2 separate regions of the Danio rerio genome follow, and region 1 is linked to region 2. The links are chromatin contacts, called in public HiCAR-type maps. All regions are on one chromosome and are shown on one strand. Each heading gives the region's core, a stretch centred on a gene start, on an enhancer-like site or on the middle of the called end of the contact. The rest is flanking DNA. Distances are from core to core; before and after follow the strand shown.

Region 1 (4,369 bases), core at 1,309-3,808, 420 kb before region 2:
ATTAACAGTTTTAAATGATAAAAAAAGAAAGATATTATTATTAGGAATATATATTAGAATTGTGCAATGTAGTTTCAGTATCAATATTGCAATGTGATCATTCACAATAGTCACAAGATCACAGTGTATGCAGTGTTGAGTCTGACTTAAAATGTATCATTTGCATGTGTTTTGGGGTGTTTACACAAGTGCCTAAAACTCTGAACAGTACTGTAGCTTTGCAGGTAGGTTATTTTGAAGCAGTTTAGAAAAGTTACCAAAGTTTTTCTGGATATAGTTTGTTTCAGTTTCTTAGTGTCATTCTCGAGTGGATGATGATCAGATTCTTTATGTGAGTGAATTAGCTCCTCCAGCGTGTCCTGGGTCTTTCCCAAGGCCTCCTTATGGTGGGACATGCCTGGAACACCTTCCTAGCAGATGTCCAGGAGGCATCCGAAACAGATGCCCGAGCCACCACAGCTGACTTCTCTCGATGTGGAGGAGCAGCAGCTCTACTCTAAGCTCCTCTTGGGTGACAGAGCTCCTCACCCCATCTATAAGGGTGCGCCCTGCCACCCTGCGAAGGAAACTCATTTCGGCCACTTGTATCCGAGATCTTGTCTTTTTGGTCATGACCCAAAGCTCATGACCATAGGTAAGATTAGGAACGTAGACTGACTGGTAAATCGAGAGCTTTGCCTTTCAGCTCAGCTCCTTCTTAACCACAACGGACTGGTACATTGACCACATTACTGCTGCCGCTGCACCAATCCACCTGTTAATATCATGTTCCATCCTTCCCTTACTCGTAAACAAAACCCCAAGATACTTGAACTCCACCTGGAGCAAGGACTTTCCTTCAACCTGAAGATGGCAAACCTGTTTTTTTCCAGTGCCATGGCCTCAGACTTGGAGGTGCGGATTATTATTATTATGTTTTCATTTTTATTATTCAAATAGCCAAATTCTGTCTTCTTTATTATAAAAATTTAGGAAATATTTTCGTATATCAAAAAGTGTGGTTATGCTGACCATCCAGCAAGATAATTCAGCTAAAAATAGTGCTTAAAATGTCACTAAAATGCAGTATTAAAATCTCTTAATTAAACAGAAAATGTGGCATATAACTGCAAAAAGCTACAGTTTTCCAGTTTTTTTTTAAAGAAAAAGAACCAACCCTTTCACCAGGCTGGTTACGGGCCTGTATTTACTGTCATGGCAAAGATAAAAGAACTGTTATAAGAAATTAGTAATAAAAACTTTTTAGAAAGAAAAAAATGTATTCTCTCTGTTAAACAGAAACTGAGGAAAATATACAGGAGGTCTAATAATTCAGAAGGGCTGACATCAACTGTACATAGCTGGGGTGAACTTAACCAACAAGGTAAGCAACTGCTTAGGGCCCCAGGGAAATAAAGGGCTCCCAGCTAATGCCAAGAAGCCTATTTTAATAATCCTAAAGCTATTTTACAATTTTTTTCTATCATATGTTGTAAAATCTGTTCAGAACCATTAAGATTTTACCATTATTACTTCTTTTCTAAACCAGGGGCCCCCATGAAAAGTGGAACGTTCCATTCATACTGCACTTAATAGAAAATATTAAAATCTAATCACAAATCACAAGTAAGGCTAATTAACTGTACATAGCTTGTGAGCTTGTTTTTTTATTTGTGAATTTACTTCATTTAATTTTATATGCAGTTTATACGCACACACACACACAACCCTGAATATAAAGAGAAAAAAATATCTATAAAGTTTTATTTTTTTTTTAAAGAAACTGTTTTAAGTTTCAATGCTAGGGCCCCTAAATCACTATATCCGCCTCTGTACATAGGACAAGTGCAATCCTGTCTGTGAGTCCATGCTATCTGAAAGATTGATGTAATAAAGAAATATACAGCAAAATGAGTAATCCTCTTTGGTAACTTTTTAAATGAATGAGTAAGTTTTACATTCAAGCCGAAATAAAACAAAAGTGAAATCACTCCCTCACATGAAGCTAAATGTTTACATGCTGCGATGACGCGCGGTCTAATCCCCTGACAGCGGATGGTGTGATGATGATATTTCATCAGATTACATCACAAGCCAGGGGTTTGCCTGTCTCAAACGGGGGAGGGGACGCATAAAAACAGTTTGCTATAAATGCTTAAGTCAGATTTTCTCTGAAGCAGCAGTTTGACTGTAACTGTTTCACCAGTTTGACTTTAAATGTTTCATCTATTTCTCACGCGTTTTTTTTAATATTTAGCCAAATATTTATGCGCATAAATGTTGTCATTATTTTATTACAAACTAAAACAGAATACTCTAGGGTAACGACAGTTTTTTTTTTAAAGAGGGTTATTAAAGTCTCCCGGAAGTGGATAGAGTGTCGCTCGTGCTGCAGCCTTGTGTTTCCTGTTTACGGGCGGGAAGAGTGAACCTGCGTCTCAGCCTGTCCTGCAACAGAGCTCATTTTTATCTCTTCATTTCCCTGCGCGCCTCTGGATTATTTTCAGAGCTATTTACTACTTTTATTAACTCTCCCCAAGCGCTTCCTGCGGCTCTCTGACTGAAGTTTGAAGCCCTGATGGAGGAGCCTGCAGACTCCGGCGGCGGTGCGGCAGCAGAGGGCCCCGTGGTGCAGGTGACGGAGATCCGCTGCCCCGCAGGAGCTCGTCCCCTGCGGCTGCTCGAGTGGAAGGTGAAACCCGGAGCTCTGGTCAACGTTGACTCCGTGATCGCGGTATGTGCGCCGATCCCCGCCGAAAGCGAGTCCAGAGCGCCCGAAAAGAAGCTCAAGTCGGACCGCGCTGGAGTTGTGCAGGAACTGTGCTGTCAGCTCGGGCAGGTCATCGCGCCTGGGTAAGACACGCTCTCATGACCCCGTTGATATCCCAGATTTCACGGCTGACATTTACGCTTTTATTTCCAACCCTTGCTTCTGAGCTGAGCGTGCTCGCGCTAAGCTAAAGTGGCACGCGCACTGGCGCTCACGCTGAGCTCGTGACAGCAGCATCTCAACTTCCACGCGCCCGGTGTAAACATGTTTAATATCATGTAAAGGTGTTTTACGGGATTGTTGTTATACCAGGCATAAAATGTTCGTATTAACTGAAAAATATGACTGATTATATCTTGGGAGATAAGCTCTGATAACCCCTAAACTCTGTGTATACATGGCAAAACAAGAGTTGGGGGAGCGGCCCGCCCTTTTTACCCAATCAGAAACGTTCTCTCTCTGTCAGTCATTTGGTGCGTTGTAGTTTGGTGCATTCGGATTGGCTGGTACGGTTGTAGAGGGCGGAGATTTGGAGTGAGGGTGTGTCGTTGAAAGCATGGAGGCGGTCTGAATAATTCAGAGAACTCTAACGTTAGTAGTGGAAGAGAAGCGTGCAGAGTCATCCAGGATTTCCACGTGCCTTATTGTTATTTTTTTTGCACCACATGGTTGTTGAAAAAAGTTTGAAGTTTTGGGATTAAGCAGCCCAGAAAAGTATTATTTTAGTTATTTTTATTAATGCATATAACTGACAAAGCATAAAGGATTATATGATAACATATACAACAGTCATACAAAACTTAGTGATGCAAAACATACATTAAAAAAAAACTACATTATATATATGGGGGCTTTATCATATTTAAATTATTAGATTGTTTAGATTTTTTTCGTTATTAGAGAGGTTTTTATAGCTTTCATGTAATTGAGGTCAAAGAATTATAAACTATTTTTAAATCTTTACAGAAAAAAAATAAAGGAGGGAGTAATAGACGTTACTTTTGCCTTGTATATGTGAAAATTCCCAAGAAAAATGTTCATTATCGAGTGTATCGAGTGTATCATAGCCAGTTTTACAATTTAGAAAAAGAATCATGCATTCGTCAAAGTGAATTATTTTGTTAAATGAATCAAAAGTCAACCCTGAAACCTGTTTCCAAAAATCATCAGAAAATGTACAAGTACGAAATAGATGTAAAAGACTTTCAGGCTCAGTGTTACAAAAACAGCCTTGATACTGAAATGAGAGTTTTGTCGTCATTATATATAAATATAATATTTTATTATTATTATTTTAGCAGTAGTAGTATTAGTGGTAGTGCTATTTTCTTTAGTTCATGTTTATTGGAATCACGTGACGCCTTGACAATTTTTACTTTTAAATCATTACTTGAATTAAATGCAGAACATGCTTAAATAAGCAAAACAAACTATATAAAACAGATAAAGCTTACACACAGAGTTCATTGTTAAAATGAATCTTTAAAAAATGCTAAATATTTACAGAGTAGTTATAGGAGATTTAAGATCTTCAGTCTCTTCTAATCCTGAAAATATGAAGCTGAGTATTAAGGACAATCTGCGTTTATGTATAAAAAAGGGATAGGCTGAAATAGGATT
Region 2 (4,291 bases), core at 1,027-3,526:
TAAAAATTACTCTTGTTTTAATTTGTTTTATTGCAACTTTTTTGTAAATCTTTTTAGTACATCAGAAAGTGGTTATGATGACACCTGACTTGCTAAAAAATAAATAAATAAAAAAATCACTAAAATGCAGTATTTAAATCTTATAGTTAACTAGAAACTGAGGCGTATAACTGCAAATAGGTCCACTTTTTGAGAAAAAAAAAGAACCACCCCTTTCACCATGCTGGCTACAGGCCTGACAGTAACGTATTGCGTAACGCAGTAGTGTAGGGCATTATTTGTCAGATATGGCAACCAAAATCTGACATCTGATAGACATTATAGTGGTAACATTCACACAACGTTGAACTCTAACATCATTAGACATTTATAATTGGTTGATTTTAGGTTGGACAGTTTCTAATACCCATAGACAAGCAAAAATAAAGTAGTGACTGCAAGTTGAAGGAAAGTAGTAGAGTAAAAGTACCCAATACTGCATTAAAATGTACTTGAGGGAAAGTAAAAGAACACATTTTTAAACCTACTTAGTAAATTATAATTCCTGAGAAAACTACTTATTTTAGTATTTTGAGTATTTGTAAATTGTTACTTTACACCACTGGCTACCATGAAGTGATGCTGATTAGATATTTGCTGTATACAACTGAAGAGGTGTTCCTTATAAAGCAGCCATGTGGTGTAATTTTCATTTAGTCCAAGATAAGTGCCAAGTCTTTAATCAAAGTCCTTGTTCGTACTGCTTTTAAGTTTGTTGATCTCCCAATACACTCAAAATACATTTTCGTTTCAATTCTAAATTTAGGAAAAAAAGGTTTACACTTACAAAACTTGCTCTAGTGAACGTGAAATTTGCCCAACAATAAGGTTTATGAAATAAGTATTATTTTCCTTTTCACATTTATGGAAACCAAAGATAACATTCTTCATGTAAATTCAAATCTGCATTCACATTATCTTTTATAAAATCAAGAACATCACACCAAAATGTCATTCAATGAGGGCAAATCCAAAATAAATAAACAAAAGTTTCAGCATTTACTAAGCAAAAAGAACAGTTGGTGTTAATATCATTCTTAAGCCTTTTAAGATTACACTTGAATGAGCGTGTCTAGATGTTTCCCAGAGATAGGTTGTGGCCAATAGTATCTGGATGCAGCCTTTATGATGCAAGCTAAGATTGCATCACTCAGCGATGCAATGTCAGACATAATGCACTCAAATGGAGTGAGTGACGCACTGTGAGGGGTAGGGTTATGGGTGGGGTTAGGTGAACCCATTAAAAAGCACTGGACGCAGCTCAGGTTGCACTGCACCAGGTCTGCATCCAGACCTCTCTCCTTGTGGCTGGAAGGGCGATCCCAGATTAATAAAGGGACTAAGCCGAAAAGAAAATGAACGAATGAATGAATAGCATCTATGAATCAGTTTAAAGGGGACTCTCTTATTTTGTTTGCTATAAAAAATGTGTGGGGTAAAGTGACCAATTTTTATCCAGGAAATATCATTCACAAAACCATTCTAATTTGATATTACATAAATCACAGTAACAGAATCTTCCTGAAACAATTGCATTTATAAAGGGTTGAATATAAATTCTCTACCACACCAATAAACCCTACCACAACATGATGGATCATGAACTTATGTCAGCTGCTATTAAAGTCATTTATGGACAGTTTTTTACGTATTTAACATGTTTGGACTGTCGTATTATACTTTTCCGCATTAACAAAGTGTTTAGTTTAGTTTAGTTTAGTTTAGTTTAAGCTGTTAGGACAGAAAAGTGCATCAACAATGAAAAAGCGGCTGTTAATGCACTTTGGCCAGCAGGTGTCAGCATTGTTTGTCTCTTCACAGATCCAAGACCAAGGAAAGGAAACTGAAGTTTGATGCCTTTAGCCAGACAAGCATAAATAAGGGGATTTAATGTTGATCTGTGCACCTTATGAGTAGATAAAAAAAGAAAATTCACAAAAATTTTCATTATATCCCACATATGAATATAGAACTATTATTCATCTTTTATATTTCGTAAAATTACTTTGATACATGTTTTGCACAATAACTTTTTATTTTAAAAAGGTTATACTTATTAAAAGTGACCACCAAGTCGCATTTAAATGCAAAAATATTTCCCTTAGTGCCCGTGTGGTTTATTCGAACTATCGCGAGATTTGAGCGGACGCTATTCACCAAAGATACGCCACGGCCGTCGCCCTCAAGGTTGCCAAGGGAGACTACGCAAGAAATGTAACGTACGCCTGTGGGCTGGACCGTGAGTTGGAGAAAGGGAATGTCGATCGGTGAGAGATCGGTTACAGAGGCGGCCGGGAGCGTCAACAGAATGGGTGAGTATTTATTCCCTTTCTCTTTAATAAACAGGCAGTTTGTCCAACTCTTCTGTAAGTAGATTTATTGTCAGATATGTGCAGCGTCTTTTACGGGCGCGTGTTTAGTTGCGCGCGGAAGATGCGTTTCCTGAGCGTGTGTTAACCAACAGACAAATAGATCGACTCGAGCGGTCGGTTTCTGTGTGGTTTAGTGTTTATGCTGTTTACGTGACGATTAAGGTTAGGTTTTGTCATGTAAAATTTTAATTGTACGTTTTTACTAACAGCAATGTAGTGTGGGTGGTGTAACGATAACATCAGACAGTGCTGTGCTGTGGTGCATAGTATTCATCTGTCTTGATATTTCCACTGTGTTTCAAAGAAAGCAACGTTGTACAAAACATAACCATAAAATATTGTTCAGAAATTCATGGAATACTATAATACGCTAAAGACTGTGTGTTTAAGCAATGAATGTAGTTTTCTGGCCAGACATTTGCAGCTCTTGGAGAAGCACCTCCATGTGTTTGTCACTCTCAGCTTAGAAATATTCATATGTGAGTTATGCAGTAAGTCAGAGATGTCAGTTTTGCTTCTCCTGGAGGCTTTTGTTCAGTTTCAAACACATCACACTGAAACCACAACACTCAGACACATAAACTAGATAATCAAAGTCTTCAGGATCACTACAAACTTTCTGACGTGTGTTGAGCTAAACACCCGAAAGTGAGATTGCATCCACTTGTTGTAGAACTGAACACTGGATCCATGGAATGATAGATTGATTGAGAGGGGGTGGATGATGGAAGCATTAATCGAAGGATGGAAAAGGTTTTTGGATTGACATGGATGGATGTATTGATGGGTGAAGTGAGTGGATCTGTAATCATTAGGAGTGTAGGTACAGCTCTTTCAGCTCAGTGTGCATGTTGTTTTAACCTCTGAATTTGTAGAACATAATTCTAAAGTTCTATACATATGTTCATTTTAACAAATCAACATTGATTCTTAAATCATGGAGTCAATATTTTTGTCTATGCAGTTTCAGTTCTCATGTAAACTTTTTCAGATATAGATATAATAAGCACAGCTCTGGTTCAAAAATGCAACAAGCTTTGTGTGTGTCTGTGTGTTTTTAACACCACATCATAGTTCAAATTCCAAGTGCATTTTATCTAGAATCCAAACAAAACTATGTGGTTTTGACTCTCTTTAATGTGGCATGACAGATCCATGGACAGCGTGAGTAAATGTCATCATTCTTTTCTCTTTACAATTAGTTATATTAAAAATAAGCAAACATGGTGCAAAGAAATCTTTCAGATTGGGAGCTAGTGGCCAGGATGCACAAGAAAAGAAACCAAAAAGTAATTTTGGTGAAATCCTTACATCCCTTTAAATTGACATACTCTTCACCACTGATATACGGCTCTCATTTTCGCATATGTTGTTATTCTGACCTGAAGTGACAAGCGCGTTGGCGTGGATTCCTTGATCATTTACAATTGGCTTTGCGCTCTCAGTCCCAGCCCACCATCAAGCATTTTTTCTTAGAGGATGACAAATGGAAAAACCATTGCAGCCGTGCTGATTTAAGTTTATGGAGAAAAGTAAAAAGCATGGCATTGTTTGGATGCGCTGTGTTTGTCTGAGGTAATTAGTCTACCGTTACTAAAATTCCATACAAAGTGTGAAGCAGTCTGGTTAGTTGAATCTTGATGCACTTGTGTGATTCGGACCTGTTGAGATGTTTTCAACAAGGTGCGGTTGAAAAAATGCAAGCACATACGCTTCCAAATCGCTTCCATACACGTGCCTCCATTGGAAATGACAAACTTACACCCTAAGCTTAATGCCATTGCACTCATGACCCACATTTAAATAAAACTATAGCGCTTCATACCATATTTCCTTTTTTATCTATATTGACAATGGTGTTCGGTCAATAAATATCCATA

The links. HiCAR-type assays count read pairs that join an accessible place to other places.
Region 1: a HiCAR-type map of caudal fin shows a contact between it and region 2, with 6 times the contacts expected there. The contact joins the promoter of ctdp1 here to the promoter of septin7a in region 2. A contact is called at or near these places in 1 of 18 Hi-C or Micro-C datasets (embryo) and 2 of 4 datasets of contacts at active chromatin or transcription factors (caudal fin and embryo).

The regions. Positions count from the first base shown.
Region 1 is chr19:12,948,479-12,952,847 of GRCz12tu, reverse strand. It overlaps ctdp1 (CTD (carboxy-terminal domain, RNA polymerase II, polypeptide A) phosphatase, subunit 1), which reads left to right and starts at 2,558. Exons shown (of 13, transcript NM_001002873.1): 1 at 2,558-2,832. The coding sequence starts at 2,558.
Region 2 is chr19:12,524,641-12,528,931 of GRCz12tu, reverse strand. It overlaps septin7a (septin 7a), which reads left to right and starts at 2,276. Exons shown (of 15, transcript NM_201161.1): 1 at 2,276-2,351; 2 at 4,030-4,031. The coding sequence starts at 2,297. It also overlaps a transcript of hsbp1l1 not described here.